Linked DNA regions of Mus musculus: regions 2, 3, 4, 5, 6 and 7 are each linked to region 1. A link is a contact called in public HiChIP or PLAC-seq and promoter capture Hi-C data. All regions are on one chromosome and are shown on one strand. Each heading gives the region's core, a stretch centred on a gene start, on an enhancer-like site or on the middle of the called end of the contact. The rest is flanking DNA. Distances are from core to core; before and after follow the strand shown.

Region 1 (4,110 bases), core at 1,022-3,521:
AAGGGAATAAGGGAGGTGGGGGTGGGGCAATCAGAGGGTAGGAGAAATGGCAGAGGGAGAAAAAGATGAAGAAAAAGAGACCAGCATATGTCTGAAGTAGGACAGCCTATGCAAGGTCTTATTGACCAGGAAAAGACGCTGAACTTTCATTTGGGGACAGGGTCACATATAACCCAGGCTGCCCTCAGACTTCCTATGGAGTTGAGTATGGCTTTCCTTTTCCATCCTCCTGCCTCCACCTCCTGAGTGTGTGGGGTTACATTGTGTGCATGTATCATTTATATGGTGCTAAGGATTGAATTTATGGCCTTGTGCATGTTGGGCAAACAGTCTGCCAACTATGTTACATCCCCAGGCTAAAAAGTTGAGGTTTTTCTAAAAACAAAGTCATTAAAGATATTTTATCTGGAAGGAAGCAATGTTATTTACTATTTATTCAGACAGGTTGGGACAGATCCTGGATGCATAAGTCTTCCTTCCTAGGGTCTTGTCTTAATTTGGATTCACGACTGGATCAACATGTATTACAATGCTTTACTCAATTTATTGATTTAAACATTAGTCACATCTAACATTCACAGCGATTAGACTGGTATTTGACTAAAAGCTAGGGGACATAGGTACCACAGTCTAGTCAAGCTGATAAATAGAATTAGCCATTCTGTTGCCTTTGACCTTAAAATAGTTTTCAGACTGGTTCCTTCCTCTCCATTGTCACTGGCTTAATTTGGGCTTGAGTTATCCTTGCAGAATTAATTCATTCGAGTTGGAAATCGCATAGCTCAGTGGTAATGCAAGGAAGGCAGAGGCTCTTGGTTTTATCCTATACTTATGTACTAGGTACTTTGTAAAATCATAAATGGATTTTTTTTTTTTTTTTTTTTGGTTTTTTGAGACAGGACTTCTCTGTGTAGCCCTGGCTGTCCTGGCACTCTGTAGACCAGGCTGGCCACCACGTGTGCCACCACGCTGGGCGGATGCTTTCTTTTATAGAGCGTCATCTCTCATTTTAATAATGCTGTCGAACAGCTGAGCGTGGTGGCGCACGCCTTTAATCCCAGCTCTCGGGAGGCAGAGGCAGGCTGATTTCTGAGTTTGAGGCCAGCTTGGTCTACTGAGTGAGTTCCAGGACAGCCAGGGCTACACAGAGAAATCCTGTCTCGAAAACAAACAAACAAACAAACAAACACAAAAAAATTGCGGTAGAACATTTCTTGAAAGACCACCTTATAAAATGTTTACTTGTAGACGAAAAATACACAAGAAACGGAAAGTACTAAGAATGGCTGATGTGTGTCTGTTTTTTTTAAAGACTTAAAACCTAAGCTCATGCCTTTAATCCCAGCACCTGGGAGCCAGCCTGGTTCACAGAGCGAGTTCCAGGACAGCCCAGGCTACAGAGAGAAACTTGTCTTAAAAACAAAGCAAAACAAAACAAAAAACTTTAAAAACAATGAATATATTGGAAAATCAGACAATATCTAAACTAGCTCCTTCCTTCTTAATGTCCTTACTGGGAAGCCCTGTGCCAAGGGGGAGAGAATTTTGCTCCTTTTAGGTTCTTTTTATCAGTTTACCTGTTAGAATGCACTCAGATGAGCACCACAAGCCTTCTCTCTACCAGAAATGCACCGGAGCACAAGTCACTTGGTTTCTCAAACTCCAGCTTCACCAGTGCCTACCGCGGGCAGAAAACTGAAACTTCCGTCGTCGTTAATGCTACCTTTTTAACATCTAACCTCATAATGCTTCTTTTTGTTGCAGCCACTGCACTGTGTCGAAATCTGTTTACATAACTATTTTGCTACTGTGTTGAGGACAAACTAGAATAAGCCTGGGACGGACCACGGAACTCCGAAATGTTTTCGCCAAAACAATCACCGTGCAGGACTTCGGGTGATCACCGGAAGGGAGAACCAGGGAGACTTGGAGTATACTTCCATCTCCGTGCCCGAATGCTAGGAGGCCACGGGATATCTGCCCTGTCCACTTCCTCCTCGCTGCTCGCCTGCTGCCGGCTCACGATCAGCCAGCACTAGAAGACCCACTCGCTAGCCGAGCACCGCCCGACTCACGCGTGCGCACTTCCTTTCTCTTCTCGCGGGGGGTGGGGGATGAGGGGGTGAGGGGTGTGGCTTGGGGGGACCAGGCTGGTCCGCGTCTCCCAGCCCAGCGTCGCCCCACCCCGCCCGCCCCGCCCCTGCCGCGCGCGTCGCCCGTGGGGCGGAGCCTCTGCCGGGCGCCCAGTCAGCCACTGTCCCAGCCTGCCCTGCGCGGGCCAACGAGAGCCAGCCCAGTGACTCACCTCTGCCGCGCTAACTCTTCGCAGCTCTTCCCATCGCACACGCTCACCCCCGGTTCGAGATGGCGGCGGCGGCGGCGGCGGCAGCGGCGGCGGGGGACTCAGACTCTTGGGGTGAGCAGAAGTTCCGGCCCAAATGCGGGCTGTGGCGGCCCCGCTCCCACGCGGGTACTAACGCGACTCGCTCTCTTCCGTAGACGCGGACACGTTCTCTATGGAGGACCCGGTGCGGAAGGTCGCGGGCGGCGGCACGGCCGGCGGGGACCGCTGGGAAGGCGAGGACGAGGACGAGGACGTGAAGGTAGGTTCGGGCCCGGGAGCCAGGCTACGCCCGTGGGCGCCGGCTGCGGGCGGGGAGATCGGGCCCCCGGGGCGCCGCCCGGGCCTGCGGGCCGTGGGTCCCGCGTGAGCTTCGGCCCGGAGGTTCCCTCGGCTGGACGGCCATGTGGGCAGCAAGGCGGCAGCTTGTCCGGCCGGACTCTGCGGAGGGTGGTGACCGCCTGGGCCCCAGCCCTTCACCGAGGGTCGGCTCTCTGGCCTGGAACCTAACTGGAGACGAGAAGTGACAGCAGCAGTCCGGTCGGCCCACGTGCTATCTTCGCAGTCCAGAACCTCTCACCGAAACTAGGCGAACAGATCGGGAACTCGGTTTCAGTGTTTGTCCCATATGGAAAGTCGTGGATCCGCTTTTCCTAGTTCGGCTCTCCCATGTGTCAGTAACTTAGGTATGATTGTGAAGGCCGGTAGCTCGTTTGAGCGATTAGATGGAGAAAATACATTGAATTTTCTAAACTAGAATTGGAGTAGTAAAACAACTTTTAGCTCTCCCTTCCCCCACCCTGTGGTAAGAAGGATGAACTGAGAGCACTGAGATAACCATCGGGTTAGTGGACAGAACTGTGAACTCTGAAAAACAGAGCTAACAGTTATTCATCTACACAGGGACAGACAGGCTTAGAAAAAAACCCCAAAGAGTTGGTGGTTGTGGTAGACCAGGGGCCAGTGGTTTGTTTGTTTTTTTTTTTTTTTGTATTGTAAATTCGAGTCCTATTCACCTTTATTGTTCTTAAAAACTCTCACGGGCTCATCTTACAGCTTTAGATATACTGTTTGGATTTTTCATTTTTACTCTGAACTTTGCTGAAGTGTATGTCTACTTTACCAGACAGCCTGAATTTGAGGAATGAAGTGATCTTTGTGTACATTGAAGTTAATAATGAAGTTAATAATAGTGCTGTTGACTGGCTACTTACGTGCTTTCTTTATCTATTGTATGTATACACTTGGGCATGGTTTGTTACCGACCTTATATTATCCTATCACGGCAGATTTTCAGTTTTGACTTTTCACTTTTCCTAGGAAGTAGAAGTTAGGACATCTTATAAAGTTAAAGAAGTTAAAGTTGGGCTGGAGAGATGGCTCAGCGATTAAGAGCACTGACTGCTCTTCTGAAGGTCCTGAGTTCAAATCCCAGTAACCACTAGCCACCCATCTGTAATGAAATCTGATGCCCTCCTACAGTGTACTTATATGTAATAATAAATAAGTCTTGGGAAAAAAAAAAAGTCAAGAGATGGGAGTAAGTTTAAAACAAAACAGGGGACAGTGGGGGGAAAGTAAAGGAGGCGGGAATAAATGCCAAAAGGTTGTTTAAAGCTTTCAGTAATGATGCCATGTAGTATCTACCTGGGGTTATGGAATGTAAATGGTGTCATTCCTGATGTTTATAATTCGTATCACTTAACAGTGGTTGTGGACCTTCCTGGTGCTGTGAACTTTTAGCTTGTATTTAACATGTTGTGGTGACC
Region 2 (4,110 bases), core at 459-2,958, 1.9 Mb before region 1:
TGTAATATTATCCTGATAATTCACAACTGCGACTACCAAGACCTTAATGTACCACCTGCTTGCCATTTATTTTGTTTTTGTTTCCTAGGTTTTGTTGCTGTTCTTATTGCTGTTGTTTTGAAGACGGTCTTTTGTTGTCTAGTCAGGGTTATCCTAGATTGCGTTATGTAGCCCAGGCTGGCCTGGAAGGCAAAATAACCATGATCCAGCTTCCCCAGTCCTTGGATTACAGGCAAGCACCATCTCAACTAGCCCTTTGCATCTGTCAGTTACTGTAATATTTCTAGGTTCATTTCTGAGTTAACATATTCAACACTGTTTTCAGCTAATTTAAAAGCATTACATGAAATAATTTCAACATTATTTTCCCCCTCTCTTCGTTCACATTTCAAACTACAGTGTATTGCCTTTGTTGAGTTCATTCACAGTGTATCTACAGGCCTGGATTTAACATATTTCTTGTAGTGACAACTTTTCTATTTTTTTGGAACTCTTTAGGTCACAGGAGGGGAAAAAAAGGAGGTCATACCTAAAAGAAATGGCATGTCCCCAAGACAGATGCAGTTTTCTGAACACCTGTTGAACATCAAATGATGATGAGTGTTCTAATTCCAAAACTCAGGATCCAGATCTTAAATGTTCAGTCACTTTGCTTCGTCTGATAAGGATTTGAACGTCGATTCTTCCCAAAGATAGGGAAATAGACGCCTCATTTAAAAAGCAGTCCGTTTCATTGTAAATTATTTCTCATCGAGTCACTCTAGAGGAAGCTGTGTGGTTGGAACTGCAGGGCAAGCCGGTTATTGCTTCCGGAGACAGAGTGACCGTGACAAATATTTTCAGTTTGTCAAGGGTGAAGAAATGGAAACTAGCAAACAGTAACCTGACACTCCCCTTCAGTCCACAGGCTGGTGAGGCAGCTACACTGTAGGCTAACTTCCTATAGACCATAAAGCTGGATGATAGCAGCCCCGCCGCTGTGGCGGAACGTGGCACCTAGGGCATGGCAATACTCCTACTGTGGCATTCACTCATTCATTCATTCGTTCGTTCGTTCATTCATTCTCACTGTGCTGGAAGGTTACCTCTCCACCTAGGAGCCGCATTCCTTCATTATCACTTTCAGCACTAGGTTGCACTAATGATGAGCCTTGCCTTCTCTCCCTTTCCTGCACTCCCAGGCCAGGGTGACAGGCTCAAGGAAGGCCTTGGCAACAGCAAGGAAGGGGCTCGCAGCGCGCTGGGGGCCGGTCTCAGGGGAGGGAGCCTTGGGAAACGGGACCCGGGAAGGCGACGGGCCACCAAGCTCGGAGTGTAACCTGAGGGCAGGCCGTGCGCTAGCGGAGGGGTAGCGAGCCGACGAGGCAAATTACCTGATGAACGTGGTCTTGCCCGTGCTGTACTGGCCCACCAGCAGGATCATGGGCTTGTTTTCGAAGTCGGCGTCCTCCAGCGCTGGCGAGTGAAACTCGTGGAAGCGGTACGCCTCCTCCAGCGGCAGCACCTTGCGCTGGTACAGAGAGCGCAGGCCGCCCGTCACCGTCTGCACCGCGTCCATGCCGCCCGAGCGCTCGCGCCCGCCAGCCTGCCGCCCCATCCAGCTGAACATGCTGCCGCCCCACAACTTGCCGCCGCCGCCGCCGCACTTCAGTAAGAACCCCAGAACCCGCGTCGCTCGCTCTCTGTGCCCGACAGTAGCTCTCGCCGCCGCCCGCTCCTGGGTCCGCCCCCTGCCGCAACGACCAATCATCAGCCGCTGCGTCACGGGCGCGCGCTCATTATTCAGCAGCGATCTCAGGTCCTTCCTCATTGGGCGTTTGCCAGCGACTGGGTGGAAGCTCTAGCCAATGGAAAGGCGATCCTTGAATTATTGATGACGGCATCGGTCTAGAGGGCTGATCCCGGAGAGGGTGTAGTCCAGGCGGGGTGACACAGGCGCGTCTACCCGGGTACATCCTTCTGGCCAGGTGGCGTTGGCTTCCGGGCAAGTCTGAGCTGGCAAGAATGAACCACCGGAGGCTGTCCTCCTGGAACTCGACTCATCCCAAGTCTCCGGACGTGGATACTGGGGACAGAAAACTCAGAAAGTTGACAGACAAGTTCCTTTTCCTGGGGCAGGTTATTGCCCTGTTTACTACTGTCGAAGATACTCAGGCTCACCGATATAATTGGCAAAAATTGGAGAGAAAATGGACTTCAATCTATTTGCGCAGACACTTCTGCCTCCATTCAACTCTGGATCAATTAAAGGCCTCTTTCTGCTAGACACTAGTAGAAATAATTGACCATCACCTGTGTATCCTAAGCGAGAAATAGTGTTAGCGCATTTTCAGTGTGGCCAATGAGGCCAGCTGCATAGGAATAACCCAAGAGGCTTGTTAAAATGCAGGTCTCTAGTTCTTGATACAGACCCACCAAATAAAATGTTGAGAGATGCAGCTCAACAAATGCCTGCAGATGATTCTTGTCTGCATAAAGTTTGGAGAAAGATTGTGTGGGAATGACTTCTTGAACTTGGTGGAAATGCAGAGCTGATTCAGCAAGTAGTTGTAAAATTGCATTTTAAAGATCGTTCAGGTGTTGCCAGTGCAGCAAGGGTGGTTTTGTTGTTGGTGGTGGTGGTGGTGGGGTTTGGTTTGGTTTGGGTTTTTTATTTATTTGTTTATTTTTATTTTATTTTATTTTATTTTACTTTTATTTTGATTTTTCAAGACAGGGTTTCTCTGTGTAGCCATGGCTGTCCTGGAACTCATCTGTAGACCAGGCTGGCCTCGAACTCAGAAATCGGCCTGCCTGTGCCTGTGCCTCTGCCTCTGCCTCTCTGCCTCTCTGCCTCTCTGCCTCTCTGTCTCTCTCTGCCTCTCTGTCTTTCTCTGCCTCTCTGTCTCTCTCTGCCTCTCTGTCTCTCTCTGCCTCTCTCTCTCTGCCTCTCTCTCTCTCTCTGCCTCTCTGTCTCTCTCTGCCTCTCTCTCTCTCTGCCTCTCTCTCTCTGCCTCTCTCTCTGCCCCTCTCTCTCTCTCTCTGCCCCTCTCTCTCTGCCCCTCTCTCTCTGTCTCTCTCTCTCTCTGCCTCTCTGCTTCTCTGCCTCTCTGCCTCTCTGCCTCTCTGCCTCTCTGCCTCTCTGCCTCTGCCTCTCTGCCTCTGCCTCCCAAGTGCTGGGATTAAAGGCATGCACCGCCACTGCAGGGCATCAAGGGTGTTTATGACAGCTTTGTTCGTCACTAAAACTTGGAAACAACCAAGATGGCCTTTAGTAGGAGAATCACTAAACTATGTATATCCAGACCAAAAGCTGCTGTCTCTAGGAGGTGAACTTATTAGTGAAGTTTCTAGCTACAAGAACCAGATATATCTACATGCTAGAAACAACAATTGGACATTCAAGTAGAAAATCTGCATGCCTTGGAATAGCACCCAAACAAAGAGATGTTTAGTGCTAAATCTAAATAAAATGTACCAGATCTATATGCTGAGAATCAAAATATATTTCTAAGAGAAATGGAGACCTGAACATACTGCCCATACCTACCCTGTTCGTGGACCAGAAGACTCAACATTAAGATACAAAATTTTCCCCAATTCGTTTAATGCAATCCTCAGCAGGTTTTTGTTTTAGTCAGACTTAACAAAATGATTCTCAATTTCACATGATGGATGTGAAGTTCCCAGAATAAATACAACAATGTAAAATATAACAAAAATGGAATTCTTATATTACCTAATTTCAAGACTAATAAAGCTTTGAAAATCAAGACCCGGTGGTATTAATGCAAAAATTATCTAATGAACATAAACTAATGATATTTCAGCCACAGGCAACAAGTTTTTGTAAGTTTATCTTGACTTATGACATGTTTTAGTTTGTATGAGTACACTCCATGGTGTTTACACAATGCCTAACAATGCATTTCTCAGAACACATCATCATTACCTGTGATGAACGAATATATCGATGGAACAGAGTCCGAAAAGAGGCCTACACATACATAGTCAACTGATTTTTAACACAATAGATAATTTAGTGGATAATTCAAAATGTGTTTGTTTTTCATTTTGGAGCAGAGTCTTATACAACCAAGCTGGCCTCAAACTCACTAGACACCTGCAAAT
Region 3 (4,110 bases), core at 496-2,995, 1.7 Mb before region 1:
ACTCCAGCAGCGACCTTAGTAGCCGAGGGGACCGGGCATTTCTCCTGTTTGGTGTGGGGTCAAAGCAGGACAAAAGCCACTTATCATTCCCAAGCTGGTCTTGAGGAGCTGAGCTAAGTGGCCTCTTTACTCTGACAATGTGGAGTCAATGAGTCTCTCTCAGAGGAGCAGTCAATGACTGTGACACGCTAAGGCAAGTGTGTGGCAGGCAGTTGCACTCATCTTGCTTGGATGTTCTGCCTTAGACTGAACTGAATACCTGCCCTACGTGTTGAAATAGGTAGCACACACTTCTGGTATCATCTATCTGGTGTCATAACCTGTCCTCATGCTTTTGACCCCCAAAGTGTTCTGGGTACACAGATACTATTTCTCATTCATCCTTGTATTCCTGTCCATAGTAGAGAGAACGGTACAGGTGGGTATCCAGAACATATTTAATGAAACAAAAGAGAAATGAACCCCTCCATGTATTATTCTCTATTGAGAGCACTTTCCTCCAGGAAATGAGGTTTTCTTGAGATGGCTGTAGGAAATTGGGTTCTATTCTCTCCCTAATTCAAAGGACTACATCAGTTTACATTGGAGGTACTATTTTACAGAGGCTAGGGGCTGCTCAAAGAAGAGCACAGGGAAAAAAAAAAAAAAAAGATGTGAATCCCTCTAAGGAGGCCACAAAGAACCTGCAAGGATGCCTGGGAAGCGCTAGCAACAGATGCTCGGCACACTGGTCACCATCAACATTTCCTTGTGGTCCATCGTGGTGCCTTCCTTAGGGTAAACTCTACGTACAGATTCTGAACTTTACCTTTGTATGGGCCCTTGATGTTTCTTGATATTTAGGGCATGGACATTAACAGAAAAGACTGAATTATTTTTACGTAGCCTGTTATGGGTAATAACGATGCATAGAAAAGCACTCGATGTAGCCTGAGAGCCAAGATTTACGTTCTTGAACTCCAGAAAACATGAAGGATGCTGACCTTGCTTTCTGCATTGGTCAATCCCAAGAAAAAGTATACAAGGTCGCATGGGTCAGGTTTCACAGCAATCTGTTATGATGCTCTTCCACTTCAGTCAGGTAACTTGGGCACCTCACGACATAAGGTAGTTATATGAGCTAACTACTAAAAGGAAAAATAAACTAAGTGAACACTAAATGCTCTGAAGCATACGGTGCTAACATTGTCTGTCACCTAGAACACACCGCAATCATTTAACAAGGTGAAGCACCTGGCAGGCTTTGCCCTTTTCACTCAAGACTTCTTGGGAACCGAAATGGGCCCCAACAGAGCACATTAATAATGTGAGCTCAGCCTCCAACTGCATAGCGCACAAGAGAGAGCGCGGAGCGTCCACAAATGGACTGTCCTTAGCAATCACGCAAGCCGCCCGGGGTCCAGTCACGTCCGCCCTCTCTGACAGCCTGCGTCCGCAGCCCACCCACAGGGTCAGACGCCTTGCCTCTCTATAGCTCGGCGTGAGGGGCCGCTGCCTCCCTGACCCGAGGCCCCGCGGCTCACCCCAGGCAGCCAGGCAGTCGATCTGCAGGGGAAGCTTTTCCAGGATCGGCACCGGCTCGAAAGCGTCATGCATGGCTGCGGGAGCTTCACCGCCACTGTCCCGCCCCTGCTGCTGGGAGGAGCCTGCCGTCCGAAAACAGGGAAGACTCGTATTCCACCAGGGACCCCTGCTACAGGGCCTTCAGCAACAACTCCATCCTCGCCGCCGGACTTCCTGTTGCCTTAAGCCCGCCCCTTCCGCAGCAGAAGCTCCGCCCCCAACCCGAGTTCACATCCATACCAGCTGCTCAGAGTCCCTTGGTGTTTGTGGTGGTAGAAGAGAAACTGATCTTTTTTTTTTTTTTTTTAAAGATTTATTTATTTGTTTTATTTATATGAGTACACTATAGCTGTCTTTAGACACACCAGAAGAGGGCATCAGACCCCATTACAGATGGTTGTGAGCCACCATGTGGTTGCTGGGAATTGAACTCAGGACCTTTGGAAGTGCAGTCAGTGCTCTTAACCACTGAACCATCTCGCCAGCCCGAGAAACTGATTTTAGGCAGTCAACTTAGTGAAGACCTCGCGATAAAGAGGAATTTAGCTCACTGGGCTGCGTGTCAGGAGAGATGGCAGCCTGACATCCCAGGACGCAGGAGGTTCAGAGTTATCTTCAGTACGTATCAAGTTTGAAGCCAGCCTAGGATACATGAGGCCCTGTCTCAAAAACCAGCCCTCCCAACCACGGAGGAAAAAGGAACTTCTGCCTTGGCGTCAGTCTTGGGTTGGAGATATACCACTTAGGAAATTTGGCTTTTCTTTTTCTTTGGAAATAGATTGTTGCAGGCCTTACTTTCATACTCTGCAAAACCTTCTTCAAAATAAGATTGCTTAGAATCGTGAACATCTGTCAAGTCTGACACACTCTAGCCAGTCAATAGATTGCTTCAGTACCATCATTACATTTCAGCTAATTCTTAGTTGTACCTTAGGTTTACATTGTTAAAGCTGTAGACCAGTGATTCTCTCCTAGTGCCTAGTCAAGCAAGTTTTGAAAAATTCAGGCTCAGACCTCATTCCAACTTTACTCAAACTTTGGAGAGTAGTATGAACTCAAGTAAGTTCATACACTTGAACAGGAAAGCCATTATAGGCTAATGTTCCTTAGCCCGGGCATAATCCCCTAGGGATTGCATACGGGACTGTTATGTGTGCACTGGAGGATGTTGGGAAGCAACCTCAGAATCTACCTGCAAGAGATGTTAGAGAAGCCCGCCCAAAGGTCAGATACATTAATGAAGATGCAATCTGGTAAGCACTTCTGGCGAGCCACTGTTACTGACCAATGTTTCAGGTCAGAGGTCAGATAGATGTCTTCCTCAGCTGTTTTCCACATTATGAGAAATGGCCTGTGTTTTTGTTTGCTCGTTTCTGAGACATATCCACCCCTTTTACAACTAGCCAGCCTAGCTCACTGGCAAGCCAGTAAGCTCCAGGGACCCACCTGTCTCTAGTCTCAGTGTTAAGGGCACTAGCTTTGTCACATGGATGACACGGATCCAAACGAACCCGGATCCTCATGCTGTGTGGCAAACACTTTACAGAGTCATTGTCCTGGCCTCCAGGCCACTGCACCTGGAGACATTACTAAAACATCCGTTTGATTCAATCAATCCAGAATGGGATCAACTGATCAAATGTTTCAGGCCACTGCACCTGGAGACATTACTAAAACATCCGTTTGACTCAATCAATCCAGAATGGGATCAACTGATCAAATGTTTCTTATAAGACTTGCCTTGGTCATGGTGTCTGTTCACAACAGTAAAACCTTAAGACAATACCTTATTTCCTATTATTGTTCTTTAAGGGTTCTACCTAAGGTAGATTTCAAAAAGCCACCACAGCAAAAAGCTGTAGAGAAATGTTCCCTAAATGCTATTAACATTTTACTATGATGTGCTGGTTAGCTTTTTGTCAACATGATATAAGCTAGAGTTACTTAGGAAATTCAGTTAAAAGGAATGTCTCCATCAGATTAGCCTGTAGGCAATTCTGTGGGGGCATTTTCTTGATTAATAATTGATATGGGAAAGCCCAGCCTACTGGCACTCCTGGGAAGGTTGCTCTGGGTTGTATTTTAAAAAATAAATAAATAAAAATAAAATGGGCTGGAGAGATGGCTCAGAGGTTAAGAGCACTGACTGCTCTTCCAGAGGTCCTGAGTTCAGTTCCCAGCAACCACATGGTGGCTCACAGCCATCTATAATGAGATCTGGTGCCCTCCTCTGGTGTGTCATATGTTTCAACAGAAAATAAGATAATCTGTAGTAAAAGTCATGGAAAGAAAGTCTCTACTAGGGTCTGAAAGAAGGGTGTGAAGGGAAAATTTGAAATAAATGAGAGAGACACTAGTTTTGTTAAAATTTTTATATTAAAAAGTGGCATGAACTTTTCATGTAGAACAAAAATTTAGGGAAGGCAAAACTGGATAAAACGATCAAAACTGAAATACAGTGCTTCAAGTGAACCCATCCCTGGTGATGTTATAGGCCGTCTCCAAGCCAACATCAGAAACTAGAACCCTCAATCTGTAAAAAAAAAA
Region 4 (4,110 bases), core at 1,130-3,629, 1.6 Mb before region 1:
TATCCCCATCTCAAAAACAGAGCACAGTTTGGCTTCAGATCTTTTGTTTCTCTCACTAGAAAAACTGGCTTTCTTCTATACAGTCCCTATTTCCTGGTAATATCCTTGAACTCAATGTTCCTTGAAGTGTTAAACACTCCCTTGGTAAACATACTGAGTATCTTAGTCAATGGTCTCACAATCTTGGGCCATGTTTTCAGTAAATAGCTAACAAGCACACAAGCACAAAATCTTGTCCTGACTCAGAACAGATCTAAAAATGATGTAAGCACTCTACAAACAAAATTAAATATAATTCAACTTAACTATGATTAAAAATATAATTTATGTACATAAATATACATACACACTGTATAACATACAGCCAATATGAATTCAATAAAGTATACATTAAGTATGTAATACAAATATATAATATAAGCTACATATAATAGTGTATCTATACATAACAGCAAACTGAAAAACAATAAGACAATAAAAATTCATATAAGTACTCAGAATATTGCTCACAGATAGGACTTATAAATTAAATATTTTTATCTAAACAGTGCCAGGTTATTAAAGTTCTGGACTTAAAAATACATTAAGGGGCTAGGGAGATGGCTTTGTTGGTAAGATGCCTGCCTGTCACAGCAAGCATCAGCACCTGAGTTCAGATTCCTAGCATCCATGTAAAAATCCATGCCTGTAATTCCAGTGCCAAAGAAGCGGGCAAGAAGATCCCTGAGGCTGGCTGGTCAGCCAGTCTAGCCAAACCTCAAGCTCCAAGTTCAAGGAGAGAGTCCTTGTCTCAAAAAACAGGGCTGACAGCAACTGAGGAAGACACAAGTAACTGACCTCTGACCTTCACACACATGCATACATGTTCCTACATGCACACAAATGCGCGCGCGCACACAGAAGCAAACTAGGGTAGAGAATAATTTTCTAAGTTTAAAAGATCCGAATAACTCAATGAAGTTTAGAAACTCACATTTCAGTAAGATGGTAGTATTTCTGAAAAGAATCTTTCCAAAATTAAAATAACCTTTCCCCTGAAAAGATAAAGGGAAGATAATTAACATCAGGGCATTTCGATTTTCAAGGCAGAATATGAATACCTACATTTATAAAATATTCAAAATTTTCTTAATCAAAAAGACAGTAACAACATTTTCTTTAGTGAAAGTCAGTCATATCCTAACTATTGGCTCTTGCCGCTCCCTACAGGCCACAGAGCAGGGACTCTTGAGTGGGAGGCTGCTACAAATTTCAACCTAACTTCAAAGTGGCTTGAGCTGGACAGTTCCTTTTTTACTCACGAATCATCCCTCAGAACAACCGACTTTTGAATAAACTTTCAGCAGTTTTACTTTTACATGTAAAAGGACTTAACTATTAATCATTTCAGTAACAAACAGAAAACTACAACTCAAAGCCCAAAACCCTTTACCAACATGAATACAACCTGTAATATTTGCCATATAAATGTACAGTGAACAGGACAAAAAAAAAAAAAAGGCAAAAAGGTCAACGAAATGGCTAATGGTTTTTAAAGCAGTTCTCACCAAAATCTGGTTTTTCTGGTTCAAAGTACTGTACTAAGTCAAACGAGATTCTAAAATGGGTCGACTTATCAGTTAACTATCCAAACAAAAGACTATCCTTACTACACAACATTTTAGAATTGTTTCGTTTTGGCTATTCCCATGTTAAAATGCATTTTTGAATCTCCAAGTCCCCTAATCACAAAAGACGTTTCCAAGTTTAAACCAAATCAAAACCCTTCATCCGTAGGACTATTTTTACAAACACACACACACGAGTTAAAAATAAAGACTTCTATTCACATCTCCCTTTCATCCAGCCCTAGTACTGGATTTTGTAACATTCTAGCTGAAAGAGAAACTACTATCTCTCCCTGTGTATTAAGTTTCTCTCCTGTTCCATGCTTAAAGTTCTGTTACTTTCCCGGTAAGAACACGCTTGGCCCCTGACACTCCTCGCCTACAGCAAATAGCTCAGCTCTCAGCTCAGGGCAGGTGGGATCCCGTCGGCAGCTACACGGACGCTCTGGGTATTCCACTCACTTTGGGAACCCGACTTTCCAGAAATCTTCCTGGACCCCTTGGGCCACCGTAGCCCCACCTCTTACCCCCTTCAGGCTCAGTAGCGACCCCAACACTCACCGACGGCATCGGAATGTGCCACTTCGATCTATCTGCAGCAAACACGGGTGCCGGACCTGCACCAAGAAACGATAATGGGAACGGCTGCGCCCCTAAAAGAAGAAAAATAACAGGAGACACCTGAAGCCACGCAGCCACCGCCATCTTCACAGCCATGAAGCGCCTACCCAAAGTATTGAGCCTTCTTCCGGCTAGGTAGTTCCGCCTTCTTCCGGCTCGTCCCACCCTCTTCCGGCGCTACTTTGTGGGCGGGATTATCCGGGTCCTTGAAACTGTGCTTCTTCCCACAGACGCTCAGAGCGCCCCAGAAACTTTGAGTCTACTGCGCAGGCGTCCTCCTGTTTCCCTGCGATCGTGGCCTGGAGGTGAACTAGCAGAGTTTTGAGGTCTAGTGCTTCCCTCTGTTCTTCCAGCCCTTAAAGGAACTCAGTGCAGCGGCCAAGGCTTTGCTTTTCCTGCTTCTTCCCGCCCCTCATCCTTTCCAAGTCAAGGTCAGGCGCAGGCCAGACGTCTGTAGAAGCGCGCACACTGGATGCATGATTGACATCAAGTACTGAGTTCTCTGGCTGTCGAGCTGTGGCAACAGAGCCTGGAATGTGACGGGGCTGAAGTAGAAACGATTCATTAGCTCCAAAGTCCCTTTTGACCCTGAAAGACTGTGGGGCAGCTGCAGCATAGTTTGACAGGCGACATCAGCGTCCAGCAGTGATCCAGACTGTACTCCCCATTCGAAACTAAAAGTGAGGAGAGATCAGGTCAGCTTTCGGTATTGTAGAGTGACAGCCACTAAGACTGACCCTTATTGGTGGTGCTTCCTGTTTCTCACACTCTTAGATTTTAACCTCTAGGGCAGCGAGCACATCTCCGCCAATAAAAGCAAAGTTCATCAGCCACTCTCAACCTAGAAATATTTACCAAGTACTTTATCCCTGTAAAGACGCTGGTTTACGCTTGAGATAATACCAGATGAAAAAAAATTAAGATTGGCTTCTGCCCGAAGGGGACTCTTGACTGTGATGAAGTACGGGTTATAATTTAGCAAGCCTGCTTGTCACCGTTTTTTTAAAGATCGCCTGAGACTGTGGCCTGAGAGTTAGGAGTCAGGCAGAGTTAACATCCTTGTGCCATGGAAGCAGCTGAGAAAGAGGAAATCAGGTAAAGGGCAATTGCTCCCCCCAAGAACGGACTCCAAAAACAACCTTCTAGCTTTGATGGCTTCACTTAGGTTTTAAAGCACTTCCTTGAATGCTTGCTATTTGCTTCATCGTTCTTTATTGGTTCTGCGGGGATTTGGGTAATGTTAATAGCTAACCTCTCATAAAGTACTTTCAGGAGGATTAGATAAGTTTAACAGTGGAAAGGTTGCCTTCCAAACTCTTAAATGGATTTTTGAGCGGGCTGCCCCTCCCCAAGGCTCATTCAACTGGAAACGGAAGACAGCAAGGTCTCCTCATGTTTGCACACTGGATTAAAATAAACGGTGCCAAACCAGAGTTTAATGAGGGTATTTCTTTCTTTTTTTTCTTATTCTTTTTTTTTCTTTTTTCACTATAAAAGTTTCTTGGCATGACTAGGTGTGTTTTATCTCTCCCGACCTGTTTTTATAGTTTAGCTTCTTTCAAAATCATGAACTCACTAACTGCAGGTGCAGAAAGCCACACCTCTTCACCAAAGCGAGTGCTCCTCACCCTCCAACCCCCTTATAGCTTATAGTTGTTTTAACCAGAGAAAGGCTAGTCAAAATACATATAAATAGTAGTAATGTATATCTTCTTACATTTTATTCCAGATACAGTTCTGGAAACTTGATGTTAAAGAATATTAACCTATAGATTGTTGGAATCCTCTTAGCAGTTTTTCCTTCTTCTGTATTTGTTTCTATTCTGACTCTGGCACCTGCACATATCTTTTTTTAAAAGGATTCGGAGCCTTATCTTGCAGT
Region 5 (4,110 bases), core at 585-3,084, 1.5 Mb before region 1:
AGGACATGGTTTTTCTGTTTAAAACACCTTCCTTGTGTCAAAGCCACTGGTTCTGCACCAGACTGATGAAATCCCTTCACACCTTTTCTTTCCTGACTGTTGAAGCTCTCTTCAAAAATCCATCTTGACCCTCTCTCCAGTTAAAATCTACGATGGGCTGTACGAAATTCCAGCACTGTGATTGAACTCAGGATCAAGTTTGAGGCCAGTCTGGGCTACATAAGCCAGATTCTCTCCAAAACTATGAATCAAAATAAACTCTACTATTTTCTGTATCTAGTAGTTCAGTCCGATCTCGAAGGAGTGCTTAGAATGTCTAATTTGGGGCTAGAGAGAGGCTTAGTGGTTAAGATCACCGACTGCTCTTCCGAAGGTCCTGAGTTCAAATCCCAGCAACCACATGGTGGCTCACAACCATCCGGAATGAGATCTGACGCCCTCTTCTGGTGCATCTGAGGACAGCTACTGTGTACTTAGATATAATAACAAATAAGTCTTTAAAAAAAAAAAAAAAAAGCCGGGCATGGTGACACACGCCTTTAATCCCAGCACTTGGGAGGCAGAGGCAGGCGGATTTCTGAGTTCGAGGCCAGCCTGGTCCACAAAGTGAGTTCCAGGACAGCCAGAGCTATACAGAGAAACCCTGTCTCAAAAAACAAAAATAAAAACAAAAACAAAAAAAGAATGTCTAATTGGGTGTATCAGAAAGAGATGAGCGTAGCCATCACCGGAGATGAAGTTCACTAACTCCACAACGTGAAAACTTCAACAAATCACTCTCAGTATCTCAGTACCTCATGTAAAAAGTACTACCCAAAAACATCTACTACAACAGCTTGTTAAATTCCCAAGACACACCTGAATGTACTTATCACACGCAAAGCAGATACTAAGTAACTCGTAGATGAATCTGATCATTCATTCTTTCGTTTTTTGGCGTTACACTTTTAAGATTCCCCCCTGTAGTTTTAGAACAGGATTTGGCTCTTAATCAGTCTGTGATTGGAATCACTTTAATATAAACCGATATGGTGGCTAGAACTGTAATCTGCTTCCAAGTTGGGGTAAAAAAACACACACACACACACAACACTGAAATCTGGAACTTCCCCAAAAAGATAGTTTACGTTACTTTCAAAGATGACTATACCTAACAGACTGAAACGGGAGGCGGTGCAATAATCTCCTCTCCACACTACGCACCAAAATCGTACTAAATATTAAATGGACACATACCGTTCCACTAGTTGCTACTACATTGCTAAGACGCATCCCACAAGTAGAGTCCTCAAAAGCAGGAAAAAGAGGCGACACTGTTAGTCTCGGAAGGCTAGAGATGGCCCTGGCCTGAAACCTACAGCTTTTAAACTAAGGCTGAGATTCCTCCTAGACTAGACCCCATGCCGACAGAGGTCAGGGCCTGCCCCAAAGGTCAAAAACCTGGAGCCACGCGTCCAGTCTGGGTTGCGAACAGAATCGGATTGCCCTTGCTGGAATCTGTGCCCAGAAGCCAGACGCACCGCTCGCCAATAAACCCTAAACCCACACAGGTCAGAAGGGGCATCGTAGCGTGGTCGCATGCAGGCGCAGCTCCACCACCTGTCCAGGGGGCAGACCCTCGGGCTCCGATACGCCCAACCAGGCCGCATCCTCCTTACTCACACTCACAGCCCGACCTTCCTACGCCATCTGGCCGCCGAGGACCCGGCGAGGGAGCTCCCAGACGCCCCCTTAGCCTCCGGTCCGGCGGCGGCCCGGGACCCGCTCCCCGCCGGGCACTGACGCCGCCGCCGCCGCCGCTACTACCACCATCGCGCAAGCGCGCAGGCGCACGCAACTCAGCACGCTCCCTCTCCCCTCCCACTCCATCCGCCCTTTTCAACCATCTAGCTTTATTTGAACATAAGAAGTGAACAACGGACACCAGACAAGTGGCCTTACTCAAAAAGGATGAAGAGCCCAGATAGGTCTTTTGCACAAACCAATTGGCTGCACCTTCTTTTTCTTGGTTTGTTTGTTTGTTTGTTTGTTTTCCCCATTTTCCAAGCTCTTTCTGGACTTCCCCTACTTTCTAAGCCCTCCACCATAAGCTGTGGCAGTGTCTTGACTACATTTCAAAACTATTCCTTCCTTGTGAAACTTTGGAACAGATAGATTCCAAGTTAGGCATGGTAGCTCACCTCTGCTTCTGGAGGTTGAGAGCAGAGTGTAACGGGAGTTCAAGGCTAGGCAAAGCTGTTACATAGTTCCTGGGCTACAATGTGATACTGTTTCAACAAAGGACAGAACTCAATTTAAATCTTAGCCTAGCCAGGCAGTGATGGCGCACACCTTTAACCCCAGCACTTGGGAGGCAGAGGCAGGCAGATTTCTGAGTTCTAGGCCAGCCTGGTCTACAGAATGAGTTCCAGGACAGCCAGGGCTACACAGAGAAACCCTTTGTCGAAAAACCTAAATAAATAAATAAATACGTTAAAGCCTCAAATCAAAATAAACAGCTACCTTCATTTATGTGTAAATCCAGATTCCTTCTAAAGGTTTAGGGAATTCTTCCAATTGTGTATTTGTGACATCACAAGTCCTTAAAGCATTTAAGGTCTGCTAGGCTGCTTTTTCTACTTCCCCTTTAAGGGAGATTACATACAGAAGTGCTTTGCTCTAAGTTCAGAGACATAGTTCAAGAAATGCCAATATAAGTGAGGACCAAAATAACCATAGACCAGGATTTCACAACATTGACAGGTTTTTGTTTTTGTTTTTGCTTTGCTTTGCTTTGTTTTGTTTGTTTGTTTGTTTGTTTGTTTGTTTTTCGAGACAGGGTTTCTCTGTGTAGCCCTGGCTATCCTGGATCTCACTTTGTAGACCAGGCTGGCCTTGAACTCAGAAATCCGCCTTCCTCTGCCTCCCAAGTGCTGGGATTAAAGGCACGCGCCACCATGCCAGGCAACATTTACAGTTTGAAGCAGATAACTGTTACCAGTTGCTGTCTAGTGCATTCTAAGATAATGTTCCCCCAACTCTCTAGACCCTGCCCAGTGTCCCCCTGGAGGGCAAAAAATGTCCCTAATTGAGAACTACAGTATTACATCCATAATTATCCCAATCCTTTTTTTTTCTTTCCATTTTTTATTAGGTATTTAGCTCATTTACATTTCCAATGCTATACCAAAAGTCCCCCATACCCACCCACCCCCATTCCCCTACCCGCCCACTCCCCCTTTTTGGCCCTGGCGTTCCCCTGTTCTGGGGCATATAAAGTTTGTGTGTCCAATGGGCCTCTCTTTCCAGTGATGGCCGACTAGGCCATCTTTTGATACATATGCAATTATCCCAATCCTAACTGTATTCAGCCATATATTTTCTCTCTCCCTGCCCTCAAGAAATGATTTAAGAAAGACTAACAAAACAAACTTCTGAGTTCATTGCTACAGGCCTTAATAGTGCTTATCTCTGTCTATCACATTCTACAACACCCCAACGCTTCTCAATTTCCTTAAAGTTGCAGCCACTTTTCTAATCAGCAAAGGGTCCGTTTCTGACTTCCCAGAAAAGTTAACTTCCTGTTTCTAAACATACAGGCTTACAAATAAATTTTGTCATTATCATTGAGAATACTCCTCCTTCCCCCAACTCTGTGAGGGTTAGTCTCTCTTCCATGAATGTTCCTTTCTGCTTAGTGTCTTGGGTTTTATATATATGTATATCTATGTATTTGTGTGTGTGTGTATGGCAACATGCTTCACCCAGTGCTCATATAGAGAAGTCAGAGGACCTGCAACTATATGGAATCAAAATTAGGGATCAAAATCAACGAGGCCCTTAGGCTTGAGAACTAGTGCTTTATTTGCTGAGCCTTCTTGGCAGCCTCAGCCCTCTCGGCTTTATTGTTTGAGGCAGGGTCTCTGGTTGCTAATGTTAACCTCAACATCACTATATTGTCATAGTCGGTGATGATTTTGTATTTCTAATCTGCCTCTCCACCTCCTGATGCTGAGATTATGGGTTTTAACCACTATCTAAACCTCCTATCAGTATTGATTTTTTTTATTATATTTTATTTGTATGGGTATTTAGCCTGCATGATTGTCTGTGTACCATCCTTGTATATGT
Region 6 (4,110 bases), core at 702-3,201, 1.1 Mb before region 1:
ACGGTCATCGGTCTGTATCCACTTACACCACCCTATCTTGAATCTAAGTTCTTCATCTTTTATATTATCTATAGGCTGAATTCCCTGAGGCTACATGACACCACTCCTTGCTTCTCTGTAAAGTTTAAAAAGCCTTGCCCAAAGAAATATATTATTCTTTGAAGACATGTTTGTTACAGATTCCTGCTCAATTTCTATACCATTTTTCCAATTCCAAAGTAATGGATGTTTTATGGTTTTATTAATGGGGTTTTACAGTGCTAGTGGGAAAGAATTAACATAGCAACGATTTAAATAAACATTACTCATCTTTGGCAATAGGAAACTACAACTATTCTGACTATAACGCACTAGATTACAAACAAACAAAAAAAGCACATGATTCTATCTATGAATCTTTTTTTCTATTTTTGTTTTTAGATGGAGTTTCACAGTCTAGTCCGGGGTTTGCCTGGAACTCCTGAAAGTAAATGATCTCTCTATCTTAACCTATAGCTCAGAAGAAGAGCCCTTGCCTAGCATGCATAAGGCCTGGAGTTTTCTCCCTAGCACTAAAAAAACCAAAACCAAAACCAACCAAACAAACAAACAAACAAACAAACCAGTTTATCTACTTGGAAACATTTTCTAGCTGTTTTCATCTAAGCTACATTACCAGTGGTGAAGTGAGTTTCAACTGCTTTTTGGGATGGAGGAGGAAGACTGCCAAGTGCTGATCTAGTGCATATAGTCTTATTCCAACTCTGTCCCTGATGGTTTTTTATCTTACAGACATTCTCTCTAGTCTCCGTGGTTGACTTATTTCTGAGTCATTCTCTTGTCTCATAAAATAATGTTCTAGAGTCTGCTGGGGTAAAGTAAGCCAAGAATGAGTTTATTAAAACTACAAACAACTTCACTAACAGGTATGTGTATATACAATGGGTTTGCGTGGGTGCGGGTATGTTTCCCACACTTTTCCATATGCAGCTATAGACAAACTGATAAAACATGTTGTGATCAATAGTGAGTACTTCCTAAGGACCTCCCTCCCTTCTAGTTATCTGAAGGGACCACATCAGAACATTTGTGAACATTACCCCACCTTTCAGCCTACTCTGTTCGTATTCTCCACGCAGCCAGACTGTTGACTCAATTTTATTCTACCTCTCCTTTCTCAGCCCTTCAAAAATCTAATAGCCAAGTATAGATTCCAGTATTCTCTCGTTTGAAATGTCCCTTCTCATATATAAAAGGCATGACAAATGACAAATTTCCCTCACTGGGGGCCAGATCGAAGGTTCTCAAGACGCTGCAATAATGGATATCTGGCCATGCCTTGCCAGCCGCAACACTCACTGCCACTATCAAGTCCACCCGACAATGCTATATCACACCAGGTGCTGGTCCGGGTCCCGATGCCTATCAACAAGAGGGGTCAGCAATGCGTCTACCGAAAAATGGCCTTCTCCAACCTCATCTCAGCTCCTACATCAAACCCACCTAAATGTGCACGAGTTCTTTCTACTTCAAAATAGAGACATGCGTGTCTGAGCACGTTGAGACTTAATAGATGACAGTCATTAAACTCCGTAGACCTGGCTGGCAGGAATGTGTGTAGGAGACGACTAACTTTATCGGGGGAGGGAGGGTCGATCCTTCAATCCTAGGACTCCCCTTCCCCAGTGCCGCCATAGAAAGCGGAGCCCCAAACCCTCCCAGGCGCGGTGGGAAGCTGTTGGTGGAGAGGACAAAAGGCGCTAGCAGATGAAGACTCACCGATGCCGGCCGCTGCGGGGCCAGGGGAGGCTCCGGGCTGACGTCCATCCTCTCGGCGCCGTCCATCTCTTCGTCCGCCATCTTAAGGGAAACGAACGCCCGCAGTTCCCGACCCCCGGCCGCCAGCTAGCGGAAACCTGTGGCCGGCCCGACGCGACAGGGACGACACTTTTACGACGGCCCCTGAAGTCAGGTTTGTCGCAGCACCCGGAGCGGCTTCCGGTCGGCTTCCCGGAAGCAGGCTGCCGACCTGCCAAGCCGGAGGTTTCCGCCCCTGATGGTTAGTTAGCCCTGCTCCACCAGGGCTGATCCCCGAGGGAAGACCTCACAGCTTTGTCGCCATCCCTTAACCCCGGGGCAGGGGTGGTGAGATGACAAAACCGAGAAACCTAGTCCATCCGTCGGTAAGGGAAGACAAACTGAATACATCCCCGTTATGGAATACCCCATGAAAAGAACAAGGTAGATGTACGGAAACATCGAGGGGAAACTGTTGCCACAGACTACAAATTCCTGCATTTGTGCATCTATGCATAGTGCGAAGGAATAGCTCTGAACCAAGAGAAAACACCCAAGGCCAAGACCAGGGTTGGAGGACAAAGGTGATAAAGAGCTAATTTAGTGTCCTCTGTTTTTGTTTTTGTTTTTTGTTTAGTTTGGTTTAGTTTTTACGAAACGAATAATAGCCTCCAATACCACGCATTCCTCCTACCTCTGCATTCCAAGTGACAGATGTCAGCCACCTGGTCCCTTTTTAAATTTATATATATACTTTAGCGACTTGTGTCTGTGTCTCTCTCTCTCTCTCTCTGTGTGTGTGTGTGTGTGTGTGTGTGTGTGTGTGTGTGTGTGTGGATCATGTTTAGAGATCAAAGGACAATTTGAGGGGATTGGTTTTCTACCATCTCACCTGCCATGGAAGTGGGTTTTGTTTTGTTTTTGTTTTTGTTTTGTTTTGTTTTTTTGTTTTTGTTTTTGAGACAGGGTTTCTCTGTATAGTCCTGGCTGTCCTGGAACTCACTTTGTAGACCAGGCTGGCCTCGAACTCAGAAATCCGCCTGCCTCTGCCTCCCAAGTGCTGGGGTTAAAAAGGTGTGCGCCACCACCACCTGGCTTTTTTTTTTTTTTAGATCTGTAAGGTCAAATTTTCTTCACATACACCAACCAAAGCAACACATGACTGACTATAGATAGAGGCAGAACTAAAACACACCTACCCTTCTATTAAATTGGAACTTAAGAAATTTGGAAATTCTCACATTTTGGATAACATTTGTTTACCGAGTTAATTTTCATTTTAAATGCTGTTTATGCCTGGTGTAATGGCACCCACCTTTAAGCACTCCAGAACCAGAGGCAGGTGGATCTCTGAATTCAAGGCTAGCCTAGTCTACTCCAGAGCTATGTGGTGAGACCCCATCTCAAAAAGAGAAAAAGAAAGGAAAAATGTTTAAGATGTTATATTGTTTACATGCCTGTAAGCCGGCATGGGTGACTTACAGCTGTAACGTCAGCTAGCATTTGAGAATATGAGGGTTCTTCCAAGTTGGAGGCAGCAGAACTATATAGTTCCAGATCAGTCTAGCTGCCGGTGAGGTCCTGTCCCAAAACAACAAAAAGCAGAACATGTTGGGTTACATGAAGCCCTGCATAGAAACTTTTAAGCTAGTTAAAAGTTTTCTCCATCTTAAATTGTTATTAGTAAATATTGATAGGAACCATTTGTACAAAAGATTCTTGGGGAGGGGCAATAATTTTAAGGAGTTTAAAGTGATCCTGAGAAAATAAAGTTTGAGAAACGCTGTTGTTGTTTTGTTCTTTCTATCTTGAGAAGACACATTGTTGGGTGAAAAATCAAGTGACTGTTTTTTGAGGGGAGAGCATGAGGCATAAGGCTGAGCTTGTGACTCATTGTAAAGGGCTTATCACACACACACACACACACACACACACACACACACACACACACACACAAACCAATAATAATAAACGCACCTGTAGGGCGCTCGCAAGATGGCTCAGTGGTTAAGAGCACCGATTGCTCTTCCGAAGGTCCCGAGTTCAAATCCCAGCAACCATATGGTGGCTCACAACCATCCGTAACAAAATCTGATGCCTTCTTCTGGAAGATCTGAGGACAGCTACAGGGTACTTACATATAGTAAATAAATAAATCTTTAAAAAAAAAGAAAAACAAAACAAACAAACAAAAAGATTGTATTTTAAAAAAAATAAATGCACCTGTAGACTAGGATTATAGTTCAAAGGTAGAGAGATTGTGACTAGCATGCACATTATCCTGGTCTTAATCCTCAGTGGTTAAAAAAATAAAGCAGCTATTTTTATATTAAA
Region 7 (4,110 bases), core at 486-2,985, 1.0 Mb before region 1:
CTGAGTTCTATCCTCATCTTCCACCCTCAAGAAAAAACCGACATCTAAACTAAAGACATATTAGTAGAAGTTACTAACACTGAGACGCAACCCTTCCCAGGGCAGGGCATGGTGGTAAGTTAATGGCTCTGTCTCCTTTTTCCTAGCTGGTGTTCTTTAACATCCCCTTGATGGCTTACGTATGCTGGAGTTTGCTACATCGCTGCTTTGGTCACAGCTTCAGGTCTCATCTCCACCAGGGAAAATACTGGAAGATTATACCTGTTTACCTACTTATACTTCTACTGTACATATGGCAGGTTTATTCTTGCTACTTTCTTCATGTGACATATGGCTCCCTAGCCTTTACATTCTCTCCATTGAGGACCTGGTTGACATTGCTGACACCTGTGCTCATTTACCGTGTGTGGACATTGAACTCCACTGAACTTGGAATATTCATGGTGCAGTTAAAAAGTCATCTGAGCTCCTGAAGTCCATGGCTTACAGCTAGCAGCCTGGAAGAAGTCCAGCCTCCACATTTGTGGCTCAGATCTCTGCCCTGTGGCAGATGGGAAAGCCAGTATCAGTGGGTGAGCTTCAGGAAGCAGTCACTCCTTGGACATCTGAATGTTGGAAATGTTTACTACTGATTCTTGCTGTGTGGACTGCAGAAAAGTCTAACAATTGATTCTTCCTCAGGAGGCAAAGAGCCCTAATCAAGAAGATTGCCACAGTGGGGTCTCTGTGTCACTGTGTCCCTTGGTACTACTGTGTTTATTAGGGTCATCCTGTGAAAAGCATCCAGCCCGAACTTGGAGTTCAGGATGTCATTTTCTGCCTAGGGAGCCTGTGGAAACTTGTCCTGGACCTTTACTGCTCCTGAGACTTGACTTCCCAGCCTGTTTCCCCACCGATCATGGGCTTTCTGCTTCCTTAGCCAAGGTTGTTTTCAACTAATCAAATAAATGAATGAATGGTAGCCATAAACAATGGGTTGGAGAGATCAGTGGTTAAGAGCATGTACTTTACCTCCAGAAGACCCGAGTTCAATCCCTAGCAACCATGTCAGATGCTCACAACTGCCTGTAACTCTAGCTCCAGGCCAGAGCCACTGTGGGCACCTACATTCATATGTGCACAGACTTACATGTGATTAAAAAATAATAAAAGATAAGTATTAACAAAGAAATATCACAAACGGATCTGCAATGTTGATAAACATATGGGAGCCAGAAAGTGGGCCTGGTTTGGGGGCTTGGAGAAAGAGTCACCAGGGAGCTGGAGTCAGCAGTTAAGAGTGCTGGCTGCTCTTCCAAAGGTCACAGGTTCGATTCCCTTCACTCACACAGTGTAACTCCGGGTCCTGGGGATCTGATTCCCTCTCTGGCCTCTGCAGGCACTGCCACGGACATATTTACAGGGGAAAAGCTCAGTTACATAGAAGAGTGGCCAGGTCTCTAGTAGGTCAAAAGATGCCTGGCTGGGTCTTTTGAGTGGCCTAGTGTCATGGAGGGAGGGGTAGTGGGGTGTAGCCAGGGACTGGAAAAAGTCTCTAGATCTGCGGGGAGGGCAGGTGAAGGAGGCGTGGCTGGGTCTCCAGGCCGGGCCAGCGGGGAGTGGGCAGGTTTCCAGTGGGGAGGCGTGGTCTTGTTCCTGAGTGGGCGGGTCTCTGGGGGTGGGGGGAGGCGTGGACGGATGGCCGGGCTGTCTGGGAAGGCGGGGTCGCTACACTGAGAAGGAAGGGGCGGGACGCGCTGTGTGTTGCCGGAAACGAGATGAGTTTTTCAGCACCGGAAGTACTGCGGCGGGGCCAAATGGCTTAAGCGTCTTAGCTGGTTCCCAGAGAGAGCCTGCGATGGCGAGCTCGACAGCCGCAGTCCCCTTCCTTGCTCCGCCTCTGGAGCAGCTCCGGCACTTAGCAGAGGAGCTACGGTCACTTCTGCCTCGAGTACGGGGTGAGTTATGGGAATCTGCATCCCGGGCTCCGGGTAGGGATGTAGGGCATCAGGTCAGGGCTCCTCTCACCTGTCTTTTGCTTTCGGGGTGATCCGGCCTTCCTCAAGTCGGCGAAGCCCAGGAGACAGCGGAGGAATTTAATCGAGAAATGTTTTGGAGAAGACTCAGTGAGTGTCTGCCGTTGCGGGCTCTTCCCTCATCTCCCTGCATCCTAACCTTCCCTCTGCTGTCCCCTGAGATGACAATGTCTCTGGTCCTCATCCCTTCTCCCACCCATTCTCCGCACTTGAAGCAGAAATATAAAACGATTTCTGGAGTTGTTTTGGAGATGTTGATTAGGGTGGAAAAGGGACGCGTTATCTAAAAAGTCCAAGTAGTAACTTTAACCTTTTAACACTAACTTTGGCCCCCTGCCGCCTCTGACACCCCCAGATGAGGCAGCAGTGAAAGTGAACGGGGAAGCCACTGTTCTGACAACGCACTTCTCTAAACTTCCATGGCCATCTCCACAGGTGAGCTTTGCTTCCGGAGGGTTATTTTCTCCTTAAGAATCCTCCCGTTTTCTTACCCTTCACATTCAAGCCACACTTATTTCCCCCACTTAGCAAGCGAGGTTACAGTTCTTACCACATGGGATTGTTGTAAATAGCCAGGTGCATAGGGTTAGAAAGGTCTTCTAAATTTAGGCTGAAACTCAGCCAGGTTAGTTCCTCTTAACTTTCAACTTTCCTTGTTGATTTATAGCTGTTTCACATACATATTCCCCATCTGACCAATGAGTAAGCAGGTTTAGAGGCTCAGGTCAATAAATAGCAGAGGAGGAGTTAAATGTCTTTGCAGTATCTAAGCAGCACCTGTTATATAAAACCCTTTAGTGTTAAGATGTTGCTGTTGCTGCTGGTGGTACACACCTTTAATCCCGGCACTTTAAGGAGGCAGGGGCTGGCTGCTCTCTTGAGTTCAAGACCAGCCTGGTCTACAGAGCAAGTTCCAGGACAGCCAAGGCTGTCCTTCTTTTTGTAATGCTTTTTATAATTGTCAGGTGTCTACCTAATTTCTTTCTATTGTGTGGTGAGTACATTATAAGACCTGACTCATGACGAGTTTTCATAAAAGATTTAACCATGCTCTATAGATGTTTGGTCTCTTCCTTAGTAAATGAGTTGACAGCATTGATGTTAAACATTCTTTCTGAATTTGGTCCATCACCTCATAGGAAACCCAGAGGATCTGTGAGCAAGTCCGTATTGCCATCGAGGAAATAATTATAGTGTATTATTCACTTCCTAAGGACCAGGGTAAGTGACCGTACACGGTAGTGTTGTATTCATGGGCTAGGGCTTTGCTAAGGTAGTAGACTATATCCTGACATGTAAACATTATATGTTTATCTTCAGGGTAATATTATATATTTATACGTAAGTATATTATCCATGTTTGTTTCTCTTCATTTTGAGCATGTGACTTTCCTGTGAAATAAAATCGAAGATAATTTTATATGTGAGTGAGTTTTGTGACACTCCCTTATGTGAAGGTACAGATGCTATGTAACTGTGACTTTCCATCGTGTGTGTGTGTGTGTGTGTGTGTGTGTGTGTGCAGGTACACACATGGGCTCTCTCCTTCTACCGTGGGTTCCTGGGATTCAACTCAGATCATCAGGCGTGTGCAGCAAGTGCTTTTACCTGCTGAGCCATCTCAACTGGCTGTTACATTTTTTTTTTTTTATTTTATGGGTATGGGTGCTTTGTCTGCATGTGTGTCTGTGTACCACATGTATGTGGTCCCTGCTGAGGTCAGAAGAGGGTGTTGGGTCCCCTGGAACTGAAGTTACAGTGTGTGTGCTGCTGTGTGGGTTGTGGAACTTGGCCCTGGGTCCTCTGGAAGACACTAAGTTCTCTTCAGTGCTGAGCCATGTCTTCAGCCCCTCAACTGACCCTTTATAAAAAAAAATCATCTATTATTTGTGTCTGTGATGTATGAAGTTGCACGTGTTCATTCAGGTACTTATGCATGTGTATATGAGTACACATGGAGGCCAATGTCTTGTGGTTTTGGAGTTCACTGATTCCCCAGGGAGCCTCCTAGCTCTGCTCTCCCTGCACTGGCATCATGGGAACACTTGAGTGTGTCGGCCTTTCTCACGTAGGTTCTGGGAACTGAACTCAAGAC

What was found. Promoter capture Hi-C pulls out the DNA fragments that hold promoters and counts their contacts. HiChIP or PLAC-seq counts read pairs in DNA pulled down with a chosen protein or histone mark.
Region 2: an H3K27ac HiChIP or PLAC-seq map of thymic regulatory T cells shows a contact between it and region 1, with 8 times the contacts expected there. The contact joins the promoter of Ehd4 here to the promoter of Eif3j1 in region 1. A contact is called at or near these places in 1 of 39 promoter capture datasets (erythroid cells) and 1 of 115 datasets of contacts at active chromatin or transcription factors (thymic regulatory T cells).
Region 3: a contact with region 1 is called in a promoter capture Hi-C map of liver, with 4 times the contacts expected there. The contact joins the promoter of Vps39 here to the promoter of Eif3j1 in region 1. A contact is called at or near these places in 3 of 39 promoter capture datasets (liver, neutrophils and pre-B cells) and 1 of 9 other capture datasets (liver).
Region 4: a promoter capture Hi-C map of neutrophils shows a contact between it and region 1, with 6 times the contacts expected there. The contact joins the promoter of Tmem87a here to the promoter of Eif3j1 in region 1. A contact is called at or near these places in 4 of 39 promoter capture datasets (liver, neutrophils and pre-B cells).
Region 5: a contact with region 1 is called in a promoter capture Hi-C map of liver, with 3 times the contacts expected there. The contact joins the promoter of Zfp106 here to the promoter of Eif3j1 in region 1. A contact is called at or near these places in 3 of 39 promoter capture datasets (liver and pre-B cells).
Region 6: a promoter capture Hi-C map of hippocampal neurons shows a contact between it and region 1, with 2.2 times the contacts expected there. The contact joins the promoter of Ubr1 here to the promoter of Eif3j1 in region 1. A contact is called at or near these places in 3 of 39 promoter capture datasets (hippocampal neurons, liver and pre-B cells) and 1 of 115 datasets of contacts at active chromatin or transcription factors (astrocytes).
Region 7: a contact with region 1 is called in a promoter capture Hi-C map of liver, with 2.2 times the contacts expected there. The contact joins the promoter of Ccndbp1 here to the promoter of Eif3j1 in region 1. A contact is called at or near these places in 2 of 39 promoter capture datasets (liver and pre-B cells).

What each region holds. Positions count from the first base shown.
Region 1 is chr2:122,026,309-122,030,418 of GRCm38.p6, forward strand. It overlaps Eif3j1 (eukaryotic translation initiation factor 3, subunit J1), which reads left to right and starts at 2,272. Exons shown (of 8, transcript NM_144545.4): 1 at 2,272-2,416; 2 at 2,500-2,603. The coding sequence starts at 2,365.
Region 2 is chr2:120,152,867-120,156,976 of GRCm38.p6, forward strand. Ehd4 (EH-domain containing 4) reads right to left here and starts at 1,709. Exons shown (of 6, transcript NM_133838.4): 1 at 1,374-1,709. The coding sequence starts at 1,609.
Region 3 is chr2:120,351,392-120,355,501 of GRCm38.p6, forward strand. It overlaps Vps39 (VPS39 HOPS complex subunit), which reads right to left and starts at 1,746. Exons shown (of 25, transcript NM_178851.4): 1 at 1,524-1,746. The coding sequence starts at 1,596. It overlaps Tmem87a (transmembrane protein 87A), which reads right to left. Exons shown (of 20, transcript NM_001110496.1): 20 at 3,918-4,110.
Region 4 is chr2:120,401,737-120,405,846 of GRCm38.p6, forward strand. It overlaps Tmem87a (transmembrane protein 87A), which reads right to left and starts at 2,380. Exons shown (of 20, transcript NM_001110496.1): 1 at 2,169-2,380; 2 at 974-1,034. The coding sequence starts at 2,324. Ganc (glucosidase, alpha; neutral C) reads left to right here and starts at 2,160. Exons shown (of 24, transcript NM_172672.2): 1 at 2,160-3,323. The coding sequence starts at 3,295.
Region 5 is chr2:120,562,025-120,566,134 of GRCm38.p6, forward strand. Zfp106 (zinc finger protein 106) reads right to left here and starts at 1,835. Exons shown (of 22, transcript NM_011743.3): 1 at 1,663-1,835.
Region 6 is chr2:120,968,764-120,972,873 of GRCm38.p6, forward strand. Ubr1 (ubiquitin protein ligase E3 component n-recognin 1) reads right to left here and starts at 1,952. Exons shown (of 47, transcript NM_009461.2): 1 at 1,759-1,952. The coding sequence starts at 1,839.
Region 7 is chr2:121,006,673-121,010,782 of GRCm38.p6, forward strand. It overlaps Ccndbp1 (cyclin D-type binding-protein 1), which reads left to right and starts at 1,736. Exons shown (of 11, transcript NM_010761.2): 1 at 1,736-1,937; 2 at 2,046-2,105; 3 at 2,371-2,450; 4 at 3,155-3,236. The coding sequence starts at 1,838. It overlaps Tmem62 (transmembrane protein 62), which reads left to right. Exons shown (of 14, transcript NM_175285.3): 14 at 147-1,171. The coding sequence ends at 473.